Linked DNA regions of Mus musculus: all the other regions are linked to region 2. A link is a contact called in public ChIA-PET and Hi-C data. All regions are on one chromosome and are shown on one strand. The core of a region is the stretch at or near the end of the contact, and the rest is flanking DNA. Distances in the headings are between cores, read along the strand shown. Region 1 has its middle 33 kb from the start of Gm32590. Region 2 overlaps Nrp1 (neuropilin 1). Region 3 has its middle 160 kb from the start of Gm32590.

What was found. Hi-C and Micro-C count contacts between places; a contact is called where the count stands out from the background. ChIA-PET counts read pairs in DNA pulled down with a chosen protein or histone mark.
Region 1: a contact with region 2 is called in a Hi-C map of uterus, with 2.3 times the contacts expected there. The contact joins two enhancer-like sites. A contact is called at or near these places in 1 of 39 promoter capture datasets (the 3T3-L1 cell line), 15 of 484 Hi-C or Micro-C datasets (the AML12 cell line, Th2 cells, beige adipocytes and 9 more) and 6 of 115 datasets of contacts at active chromatin or transcription factors (T-cell acute lymphoblastic leukemia, bone marrow-derived dendritic cells, embryonic stem cells and 3 more).
Region 3: an RNA polymerase II ChIA-PET map of memory CD8 T cells shows a contact between it and region 2, with 12 times the contacts expected there. The contact joins two enhancer-like sites. A contact is called at or near these places in 5 of 484 Hi-C or Micro-C datasets (the C2C12 cell line, CD4 T cells, embryonic stem cells and 2 more) and 4 of 115 datasets of contacts at active chromatin or transcription factors (T-cell acute lymphoblastic leukemia, kidney, memory CD8 T cells and 1 more).

The regions. Positions count from the first base shown.
Region 1 is chr8:127,836,824-127,840,904 of GRCm38.p6, reverse strand. No RefSeq gene overlaps it. Among named protein-coding and RNA genes, the nearest start is that of Gm32590, 33 kb to the right of the region's middle. Within about 2 kb of position 2,369, at least 11 of the 459 cell types and tissues checked have an H3K27ac peak or open chromatin away from gene starts, as enhancers often do. A contact at or near this core is called in uterus, where this site is marked.
Region 2 is chr8:128,486,047-128,489,994 of GRCm38.p6, reverse strand. It overlaps Nrp1 (neuropilin 1), which reads right to left. Exons shown (of 17, transcript NM_008737.2): 12 at 2,039-2,098. Gm32643 (a long non-coding RNA gene) reads left to right here. Exons shown (of 7, transcript XR_003947627.1): 1 at 1-1,622. Among named protein-coding and RNA genes, the nearest start is that of Gm32643, 5.0 kb to the left of the region's middle. Within about 2 kb of position 1,289, at least 62 of the 459 cell types and tissues checked have an H3K27ac peak or open chromatin away from gene starts, as enhancers often do. A contact at or near this core is called in T-cell acute lymphoblastic leukemia, kidney, memory CD8 T cells and 2 more, where this site is marked.
Region 3 is chr8:127,961,667-127,965,631 of GRCm38.p6, reverse strand. No RefSeq gene overlaps it. Among named protein-coding and RNA genes, the nearest start is that of Gm32590, 160 kb to the right of the region's middle. Within about 2 kb of position 2,576, at least 56 of the 459 cell types and tissues checked have an H3K27ac peak or open chromatin away from gene starts, as enhancers often do. A contact at or near this core is called in T-cell acute lymphoblastic leukemia, kidney, memory CD8 T cells and 1 more, where this site is marked.

The DNA.
Region 1 (4,081 bases), core at 1,120-3,619, 650 kb after region 2:
TTCTCCTGAGCCCTGGGTAAAACCATGCCTCCTAGCTGTCCTAAAATTGGATGTAGCCACAGAGTTGCCTCTGCCCAGTAAAGACAAATGAAGCAGCTCACTCTTCAGACACATGCAGTAAGAGCCACTTGTCATTTGCTCCCCTTTTCCTACCACAAAAGTCAGCAGTTGTGCTGTCAGGTAGGTCCTCGAGACTAGATGAAGTTGAGACAGAAACAGATAAATACAAGGCCAAAATAATCAAAATCAACCTTCTTCCTTCTCCTCCTCCTCCTCCTCCTCTTCTTTTTGCTTTCTTCTTCTTCTTCTTCTTCTTCTTCTTCTTCTTCTTCTTCTTCTTCTTCTTCTTCTTCTTCTTCTTCTTCTTTTCTTCTCCCTCTCCCTATCCCTTTCTCCTGACCCTTCTCTTTATCTTCCTCCTCCATCCCCTCCTTTCCTTCCTCCTCCTTTTAAAAAATTTTTTGAAACTTAATCTGGGCACAATGATTAATGTCCATCATTTCAGCAGTTACTTAGGAGACTGAGACCAGACCATTGTTGAGAGCCAGTGGTTCAAAATCAGCCAGGTGATATAACTCTACTGTCTTAAAAACAAAAATAAACAAAGCATACTGAGTATTCAGCGTTTTCTCTTTAATACTATCATTTAACTTGGTGTCACAATCCTTAACTGGAGAAGCTGAGTTCAACTACTTGTTAGGGCAATTTGAAAAAGCCAAATTAGTAGTAAAAAAGGAGATTTATTCAACCCACTGACCTTCTCAAGTCCATTTTCAGAGTCTTGAAATGGCTTGAAAAGTTTAAAAAGAGTGACAGGAGTATGCACATCTAAGTAGGCTAAGCCAATGTGTGGTCCTCCCTACCATTGACCTATCATTGTGTGGGCTTTAGGCTCATCCTCTAAAGTGGCCTGAAAAGTTGTTAAAAACTCTATAATATCATTTTCTGGGAGACAAGCCCTTTCTCTGACTAGAGCCTTTTCCTCCTCCCAGCATGAGATTTCTAGGGAAATTCCCATTTCCTTGGACCATTGTTTCAGCAGTCTGGCAGTTAGACTGAGACACAAATGTCTCTTTACAGTATCTTCATTTCTGCCAAGCCTGTTGCCCTTTGACTGAGGCTTTGTGGCTGTTATGAAAATGTAAAATATCTCAAGGACTTTGGGGAATTCTTTGTTTACACATCCTATCTTTGAGCAGAGCCCACAAACCCCCACTTTAATGATCTTCTCTTCTTTGAATGACACTGAGGAAGCTATGTGACAGGCAGGGCCAAGCTGGACCCACCTTGCTGTCTGCTCCTCTCACATGCTCTGTGACAGTCTCCTATGCCACTACCTCACATATTTACTGCACAGATCTGCAGCAGAACAAGGGGCTTTGCGGAAGACTATGTGCTTTGGGGCACAGATCTTTCCATGCCTGTATACTTCATGTGGTCGGACAAATCACCTTCCAGTACACTGTCAGTAGAGATCCAGGGCCATCGGTTCATTTGGAGATGTACATGCTCAGTTGCCCATTTCTTCAGCTGACTGCTATTCTGCCTCTTTTTTCCTGTAGTCTTCATATTCTTTCCCCTAGTCTTCCTGCACTATGCCAGCCCATGCTCTTGAGTAGGCAATTTGAAACACCAATGCATTTGAGGATAATTGGAATGTGATCCATTTGAGTTAAATTTTGTTTCTCTTAGAGGGGCTTAGCTGCTTAGATATTTTTCCCCTCTGATTCCTCTGCTGGGGCACTGGGACTAGCAGCTTCATCATCCATCATTAGCACACAGGCAATAAGAACTGGATCTTAGCATCTCTTCCTGCATCTTTCAGTTTATAACCTAACACTGAAAAAAAATTTAAAAGGCTTCAGTTTCACTCATTTGTTCCAGAAATGACTTTGCCACAGTCCTGAAAAGAAGTAGCTTAAAGAGGAAAAAAAAAATCATTTTGCTGAGATATGCTAATTCCAGATTTATCAGATAATAGAGAACTAGGTGGCTTTCCAACTCTGCCTGACAAATTTGTAAGTCAGTAGAAGGCTTGCCCATGTAATGCATATCAAAACTCAAATGCTGGGAGATCTTCTGTTCATTTTCAAAACAAAGACATCAGAAGACTTGGGGATGCACTTCAGGTTGTTTTCCAACCCAAACAACCCTTGGCTTTTTTTTTTTTTTCTTTCTCTCAGCAAAGCCTCTCTGGAGATGATCTGAGTTGAGTTGAAACATGTCATCTGAAATCACTTCTATGTAGAACCAGGATTGCTTTGCTCTGGGCAACATTCTTTCTGTGCTTCTCACTCACTATGTACAACACACTGTGGCTCACACCATGTTGAGACTGTGAGCTCCTCAGGGCAGGGCCACTACTGATTTCATTGTGTTCTTGGCAGCAGAAATCTTAGCACATCATGTTTTTGCTCATATTAGACACTCCTCCAGGCCAGGGCAGATGCAAGGGAGGCCCAGAGTCTTCTCTTACTAGCAAGAAGTCTACTGGGGAGGGAACCTGCTGCTTAGAAGTCTCCAGTTATAGCAAGTGAGGAGACAGCAGCCTGCTAATCATCTTCTAGATCTGCAATTATGTTTGGGATCCTCACCTTTATCTTTAAGCTTGGAGTCTATAAGGAAAATATGCCAACAATTGCTTCTGCCCTGGCAGATAGACTCAGATTCACACATTCACAAAACCCACTTGTTAAAGGCTTCCCATTAGAATTTTTAAATGTCAAATTCATTATAACTGGCAAGATCTCCATAATCTGAGTTTTGGGGTCCAAGTCTCTGAAACCTCCCCTTCCATTCCAGTGGTCAGTTTCTTTCTGACCATTGCTTATATCAAGTTCTTCCCAACCCAAGGGTTTTACTCGATAGTCTCTTTGCCTGGTAGACTCTTCATAGAGCTTTGCATGGCTCACTTTTTGGTCTTTTGTTCTCAATTCCCATACTTACCTGACCCTGAGCTCTGTCTTCCCTGGCATCACTTAATTACCCACGTGTTTATTTGTTCATTTATGCATTCACTTTCTTTATGTCGATGGCCCATATTAGGCTGAAACAGTAAGAGCCAGCACTGAGTCATACTCCTCAGATATTGCTTGCACATATGTGTAAGTGTGTACATGTGTGTGTTCTTCCCTTCTTATAACATCTGTCCCTGGACTTAAGATCACCCTAACCCTATATGGCACAATAATTTATAATATAGTTTATGACATCATCATAATTATGACCTCATTATAATTATGACCTCACCATAATTTATCACCATAATTCATGACCTCATTATAATTCATGACCTCATTCTGATCATAACCATATCATGAGTTTCAGACCACAGTGTAACTCATGATCTCATTGTGACTTTGTGACCTCATTGTGATTTCATGCCATTGTAATAATGACTTCATCACAATATATGACCTTCATTGTGACCTTATGACCTCATTGTAACTTTATGATGTCTTCATTTCCAACTGAGGCCATAGTATAAGGCACAGGTCTAAAGATATCATTTATAGGAAGGCAGACCAAGCCCATAGCCATAACTGATTATTTTAGTCACCAGGAACCACTGAGAAGAGAAACCAGACCTGTTGATGTGGTTTTGGATTTATGCCACATGGTGTCCTCATGGACACAACAAGCAAAGAGGTCTTTCCCTATGTTCTATATCATTCATTGTATTAGTTACTTTCTCATCCCTATGACAAAATACCTTCTAACTTCACACAATTCAGTTTCTCATGATGGAGAAGGCTTGATCCAGAAACAACATGGCCACAGAGAGATGGGGTAGAGCTCCCAGACGGGGCAGAGAAAGAAGACAGACAGAGCTAGGCCAGAAGCTGGGGCTACCCCCAGTGACCTATTTCCTCTAGCCAAGTTCCCGTGTCCCAGAGCTCTCATAACCTTGCAAAACAGCTCCACCAGCAGGAGACCAAATTTTAAAACATAAGAGCCCATGGGAGACATTTTAGATCCAGTAACATAACACTTACCAGCTTCAGCCCCTGGGATTCAGGAAGAACATGCAGTAAAGAGGTCTCCAAAGTAGTCAGTAAAGGTGCTGAGGAAGGGAAAGCAA
Region 2 (3,948 bases), core at 40-2,539:
TCTCTATCTCTGAGCATGCTCCATATACTCTGCTTTTGTGTGGATTCTGATGATGGAACTCAGGAATTCATGCTTGCACAGCAGGGGTAAGTGCTTGCATACACTTACTGAGATACCCACTCAGTTCTTAAAACAGAATCTTAAGATTTTGCTTAGTTTGTAACTGCTCAGGTAAACAGAATTTTGATGAAGACATAGGGTCTGTCTGAGGCCATCTGTGAAGTGTGAGAGGCCTGTAATGCATCAAGTTTTAGGTGTGGTCAGCCTCACCTTGAGCTAGACCTCTGTCTGGAAGCACATTCCATCTCTGTGAGGCCCATGCAGTGACCTAACCAGAAGGTTGCAGTGAACAGATAGCTTTTAAAGGTCAACAGTTCATGACCCTCCAGTGAGGAGCTGAAGACCAGATTTATAACTCAGACAATGGAATAAACAGGAAACCATATAGACATTGTCTATCTCTATGATCAGCCAGGCTGTTAGAACCAGTCTTTGTCTAGATGGTGGTAGTAACAAATCTTATGGATTCATGCGCTGTACACCTGCCCTCTGACTTTGGTGAATGCTAAGATTGGGCTGACAGCCCCTTGTTTATAAGACCTTCACAAGCATGACCAAGAGGTCCTGTTGAAAGCAAATGTGTTATCAAAACCTCTCCTGGTGTGGTCACCATGACTCTCACTTTCATGCTTTTTGAAGATAGCCATGCTCGTTTAATAGAGGAGATGAGAGACTAACGAAGCAGTAGAGAGACTACTTCAGGGTGCTTCTAATCACTTCTGGCAAGAAAAGAAACTAGATGAGCAACTAAAATGTACATGGCGTCATCACAACTTCATATACTCCCTTCATCCTCTTCTGATAGAGGGCCAAAGACAGTATATTGAGAGTCATAGTCCTACAGCTTCACCCCCACAGAGAAGCCCCATTTGCAGACCAGGGCCGTCCTCCTGGTAACAGACAGGGAAGAGTAAAATATCTGCAGACAGACACTGTGACTAAAGTCAAATTACAACAGGTATGAGCAGGAACACAGCATTTGGGGGATTTCCTTTGCCTAACGTCTGAGGGGTTTGGGATGCGGGAGCAAGCGTTTTGTCAGCTGAACTCCTGAAAACTGGGGGAAAGTTCCAAAGAAGTTTGTCTTACAGTTTAATTAGGTCAATGGTAACAGTGGCCTTTAAGGAAGCATGCTAATTAGGGAAGTCCTTTCTAGTCCTCTGTGAGGCAGTCAGTGTGGAGGAAACACCGATACACACCACACGGTCCATTAATAAATGACTGCAGAGGCCAAGGCTGAGTGAACTTCAATAAAGGAAATGGAAGAATCTGGGAAGCTGACCCTCTCACCTTCCTCTAATGATTAACTCTAAAGTATTTAAAAAAAAAAAAAAAACCTCTGGTTGCTTATACAACTGCTTCCCTTCATGTGAGTCTGTGGGGAAGAATGTCACAGAATACTAACAGAAAACAAAAGAGGGCAGCCTTTGATAACCCGCACGCACGGTTGGGCGGACAGAGTCCTTGGGTTTTCCTCTGAGCTAAAGGATAAGGGGGATGCTCCCAGGGTGTTTCTCAGCCCGGGCACAGTGTAAACCTTGGTTTCCTGAGCCAGTCTTGTGGTAAGTGCTGTTGTAAAACTGCCAACTCTGTGGCAGGCACAACAGACAAACTTTGCGCTTCTTGATTTTGCAGAATGGTGATGAAAATAAATAGTTAGGCTGTGGCTTGTGAGATTTCTTTCCTTCTTCTAGTTTGCAAACACAGGCCACATCAGAGCTGTGCTGTAATTAAACAAAGTATGTCTCTCAATTCCCTGGGGGGAGGGGGGTAGCTGGGACATGTCATTCAGCAATGACTGATGAGGAAGGGAACCCTGTTCATTGGGGCTTACTGGGTACCAAAAGCATGTGGCTTTTACAGCTTTGCTGTTCTCCTAGGCCTTTAGAGCAACTGAAGCCAGGAAGCTCAGTGATGCTATTTTGGTAAGTGGGATTGGAAGGGGTACATGGAATATAGACACATTAGATTTTGATACCTGATTGGATGGTGCTGTCTATAATGGTTGGCTTCTCTGTGGCCAGGACAGTGGTGCCTCCTGAAAAATAAGAGCAGCGGCATACCAAAATAAGAAAACAGAGGCAGTGTGCAACAATGTTTCAAGCTCACATCTCTAGACATTTCTCACAGAAAACTCTTACTTTAGTTCCTTCCAGGACCAATCACATTTGACTGAATCTTAGTCTATCTAATTCAAACAACATTACCATAAGATTGTTTTAATTTTATGCATGCTATGTTTTGTGTATGTTTACATGTGTGTGAAGATTTGCATTAAGTGTGCAGGAGCATGTGCATGTGGATGTTAGAAGATAATCTGCGGTGTCATGTCAGAAATATCACTTGGCTCCTTTGAAACAGGGTTACACAAGTAGGCTAGATTGGCTGGCTAGTGAGTCCCAGGGACCCATTATCTACCTACAAGCTTGTACTATACTCAGCTTTGTGTGTGTGTGTGTGTGTGTGTGTGTGTGTGTGTGTGTGTGTGTGTATTCTAGGGGCTGACTTCAGGTCCTTAGGCTTGACAGGAAGCCCCTTATCAACTGATCCATAGTCCCAACTCTAACAGCTTTACTTAAAAAAAAAAAAAACCTTACACATTTGCTTTACAATTTTTTAAATGAACAAATAAAGATTTTCTCTATGTTGTACAATATCACACATACACACTAATGTGCTAATTAGCAAATGCATTACCTGCACCTCTCTTCTTTACTGGTTATGGTAGTGAAAACTCTCATAGTGATTTTCAAGTATGCCTTATATCCTAGCATGTTTTATCATAAAGCATCCAGAAGGCATGAGGAGTTGGGGACTTTATGCTAGGGCTAAATGCAGCATTCTGTTTCAACAGTGAAATGCCAGGGCTCTACCCTTCTCACTGACTTAAGTATTAAACTTGACCTATACCTTGAAGCATCCAATAGTTTCTAGAGTTTGAAAAGTGTGCCTTCAGGGAAGTCATGAGGTCAGTCCCCATGAGGTATTTTTAAAACTGAAGGTTTAAAATGGATGGCCATGGTTCTTCCTGCTTCATTCTTTCCTATGGCATAGCTGTTTATTTTTTTCCAAGAACAAATATTCTGCTCAGAATGTTTTGGAGAAGTGGTGGAAGGTATCTGAAGGCAAAGGGGATAAACACTTTGTCCCAATCCCAAGGGACTTGAGGATTGAACGGTAATTATGTGAATTCTTTCAGCTTTGATTCAGCCTGGGACTTCCTTGGGAATCTCTGTCAGGGGATGGGTTGTAGTCTTTTACAGACTTTAACTTTCTTCTGCGTGGTTGTTCTGCCTTCCCCACTCACCATCAGTCTAGGCTGTTCTAAGTAGTGTTCTCTCACTCTGTGTGTGTGTGGTTCTTGCATATGAGGATACATTCATATCTATACACGTGTGTCAGTGTGTCCATGAATGTGTGTGATACAATATACAGAAGCAACAGGTTAATCTCAGATGTCAATATTATCTTGAGTCATTTCCTTAGAGATGGGGTCTGTATCTAAGACCTGGAGTTTGCTGGTTAGGCTAGGCTGGCTAGCCATCAAGCCCGAGGGACCCTCCTATCTCTGCACCCCCAGTGTTGGGATTATAAACACATGGCACTATAACTCATTCTTGGGAAGCAAGGGCTCTACTAAGTCCTGCCAGGTCCCTAAACAGTGTTCTCAAACTTGCCACAAGAATAACCTTGATTAGTCATTTTAATTTCCTACTTATCCCCTCGGGGACCTCAGTGGGAACAGAATCTCTGGGAGAAAAGGCCTTGAAATAAATTATTTTCCAGAGCTTCTCAGATGAGTCTTTGACTCACTGGGTGTGGGAAACAATGCTGTGCTGCTTTTTATTTAGGGGCTTAAGGGAACCATTCTTCTCTAGTGTATCTGCA
Region 3 (3,965 bases), core at 1,327-3,826, 530 kb after region 2:
TTGTATTTGGAGCTTTATCAAGCTGACTCTCCTCACCACCCTATGCCAGGATGGAGTCACTGTGGCCTTGAGGAAATAATGGAGGAATTAGTCACATTTTCCAGGAGCATTAGAGCACAGAGCCTGACACTCACATACGACCTTCTTTATGCATTCCTGTCCTAACACCACTGCCCAACCTTTATGTACTCCTTGTCAGTTACACCCCAGTGTGAAACACTCAACAGGTTAGGCTTTGTTGGTCCTGCACCCTACATGGCATGAAACTGCATGGTTTATTCAAGCGCTGTGTTCTTTATTTGTTTGTTGTTGTTTGAGTTATGTTTGTTGTTTGTTTCAGATAGGGTCTTACATCATCCAGGCTGGCTTTAAGTTTGCCGTGTAGTTAAGGATAACCTGCACACGTGATTCTACCTCTGTCTCATAAGAACATGCTCAACTCAGGCATTTATTCTTGAAGGTTGACTACAGCCTACTGTCTTCCCTTTCTATGTGAGTTTGTTACAGAGTTGCCATAGCTATTTACAACATAGACCAACAAAGCTCCATTGCTGAGAAAATACAGCTGTTTTTCCTCTGAAATCTTAGAGCAGGATAAGTACAAATAAGGACAAATCAAGTATAGATGAGCACTCCAGAGGGTAAGACCTGGATATGCTGAGTCATGCCTGGGCACTTGTCCCTGCTCTAAGTTCTATGGTGTTGAGAGTTTCTAGTGGAGGGACTCTGGCCAGCCTGAGTGTGGCAAACATGGCAAATTTGGCAAACATGGCACTAACAGGCCTTGCCCTTCTTCTCTATTCCCTCTGTCCTACTAAAAGCCAACTGATTACATTCTTAAAGCTAGCCGTGAAGGATTATACCTTCATTTGACCATTTCCTCCTGCTGAGGCTGACTACCCAGGTTCAGCTATCAAAGTATTGAAGTCCAACAATAAATGCCTCCGTTGTCTGCCCTAATTAGCATGCCTAATCAAAATTTAAAACCTTATTGTAACATGGGATTTCCTGTTGTACCTTTATAAGCCACCATTTGCTTACAGGCCAGGTCTGCCTCCTCTCTATCCAGAAGTCGTCCTTTGTTCTGACTCCAGGACAAATATCTCTGCCTCCTCTCCTTTGTCCCCTTTCCTTCTTCCCCATCCTTTATCTCCTGTCTCTGTCTCTTATTCCCTGCTTTTTGTCCTTCTGGGTCAAACAAATCCTCTTTGTGCTGAGAACTTGGTATGGGGGTTCCTGAGCCTCTACCAACCTTTACACTTTACACCAAGAGACAAAACTGAACAGACAGAGCACATAGAGCACACCTCTCCTACAGACCAGGCAGGTTCTCATGATGTAAACAGAGCTTGAGACGTGGCTTTACAGGAGCTTAGCAAGCTAAAACCTAGCACTGGTCATCTTAAGGACTCAAGGGTTAAGCACTCCACTCAGTTTCTAGGGACTCCTCAAATATTAACACCTCCTTCTCACTTCCCTGAAGGATGAACCCCACTCTGGAAAGACCTGACACTAATCATTGAGGATTGTTCCAGGATCCAGTGTTTATTAATATACCTTCCTCTTCAGTTCAAAATGTTTTTAATCTTGTAAATCAGTAACTAACCAAAGTGATTGCTGCTGATTTTAAATACTTCGTGTTGTTTTTAATGGGTTTTCCAGAGCTGGGATTTGATGAGCATACATGTAATAAAAACACATCCTCCTCCTATCACTTTTTTCCCTTAAATACATTTTCCGTGTACGATTTGGCAAAAAGACAGATACTCATAGAGTGAGTCCTTTTGCTGTTTATATCCCTCTTGGCAGAGCTCCAGTGAGCATTTAGTAATGTATTAATCTGTCCGAAGAGAGCTCTGCAGGCCATGGAGTTTCCCTGGTGCACCTGAAAACTCAACTGAATGCTTATAACCCTAGCTGAACCAGAATGTGTATTTTCAGTGTAAAGTGAGTTCACGGATCCGTATGGTCCCCTTCCACTTACTTACCAGTAAAGCTGAGGGTTTTGGTTTGGTTTGGTTTTTTTGATGTTGTTTTGGTTTTTTGGTTTGGTTTGGTTTGGTTTTCGGGGGTTTTGAATTTCTCAGCCCTGGATAGAGGGTCAGGGAGCCACTTGTCCTCTAGACACTACTGTAAATTCTCCTTTACTCACAATACATCTTAGCCACACCGGTCAGATTCACCCATGTATTTGTAAAATGAGCAAGGAAATGAAAATGGCCGGTGTGACAGTTATCTCTTCATGGGTGATGACTTCTAATAGAGGTGACAGGGACAATATAGACTAAAATTTCATAAGCTGAATGGGTTAGGCAAAACAAAAGAAAGAAATGAAATGAAAAGATGATAAGTTCTGGATATTTTTTAACAAGCAAATAAAAAAAACAATCATTTTATCTCTCTTTATTAGATTTGATGCAAGTCTAGGAAATGCTGCATGCTGTGTCTTGAATGTGAAGTATCCTCCAAAGAATGCTTGATCCCCAGCTTGAAGCACTGTTTTAGAAGGTCCTAGAAGCTTTAGGAGATAGAGCCTGGTTGGAGGAAGTGAGTCATTTGGGGGAGGGCTTGAGATCTTATCACCGAGCCCCACTTCCTGTCTGCTCTTTGTCTCCAGACCACAAACACAATCCAACTCAGTGAATTCACATCTTAGTGAGTTCAAAGCCAAAATAAACACAACCAGGATAAAGATGCATGGAGAAAGATTTCTTACCTACAGAGGCAAGGAATACTGAGAGTTCTTTCCAAAGCAATATTATGAACTGACTAAGCATGGCAATTTTCCTGGGGGTGGTGGTGCTGGTGGGCGTGGTGGGGGTGGTGGGGATGGTAGGGGTAGTGGGGGTGGTGGGAGTGGTGGGGTTGGTGGTGGTGGTTGTGTAGACATATTCATATAGAGATAGGCCATTCCTAAGCATGCTCAGTTTATAAGCATGTGCCTGGGCATGCCCAGTTTGTACTATGAAGTTTTATCTAAAATAAAGGTACAAAGGAGGCTACCTATGAAAAGTACCTGCCCTGCTTAATAACTGACATGAACGCAAAATGACCAACTAACTCAAATGCCTGGCTCCATCCCTTCCTTGCCATGAGGGAATGCATTATTACACCCAAGACCCCCAAATATCCTCTTCCCTTGACAGCTATTGGGCCACAACAAGGAAAGTGCCTAAGACATTATATGTTTAAAGTAACCTAATGGCTTTTCTCAGCATATGTATGTGTCATCCTCAGGTCTTCCAAGGAGAAGGGTCCTTCCTGCCTTGCTTGTTCTTGTGTCATAAGCTAACTATGTGAGGTGCCAGGTGTCAGTTACACAAAGGAAAAGGTGCTGGTGTCAGGCCTAGAGTGGAGCAATTGCTTCAAGGAGTTTGAAGATAACATTGTTGCCTTCCATGTACTCTTGCAGAATGGCCTGAATGTGCTCTGCTCAGGCAGACATAATTCCAAAAGCAATATCTACCGTTTGACGGCCTTGACATATCAGCAAAGTTAAACCTATGAATGAAAGCATTTGAAGTTAGATTTATGTGCATGTGAGCACATGCATGTTATGTGTGTGTGTATGCACATGTGTGGGCATGCTCAAGTATGTGTAAAGAATTTGCATACAAGCACAGTTATGTAATAAAGACCTGGTTTGGTTCAAAAAATATCTCCAAAGAAACTCCTGTGGATAGGATTTCCTTAAGGTGCACGTTACCTGTCAGAAAGTCTGTGCATCTGTATTGGCTTCCTCCCATTGGCTTTGTTTTATTCTTAGAAACCAAAGGTGTTTATCCTCAATGATCTTCAATGAAGCCTGAGGTTCAGCCCCTGTCTCCCCTCATTGCCTCTTCCTGAAGCACAGAAGCATTTTCTCAGAGCACACCAGGTGCCATTTTCATATTCTCAGACATACTTGAATGCATTAACACAAATGCTAAATCAAAACAAGGCAAATTCCTGATTGTTGCTGGGGA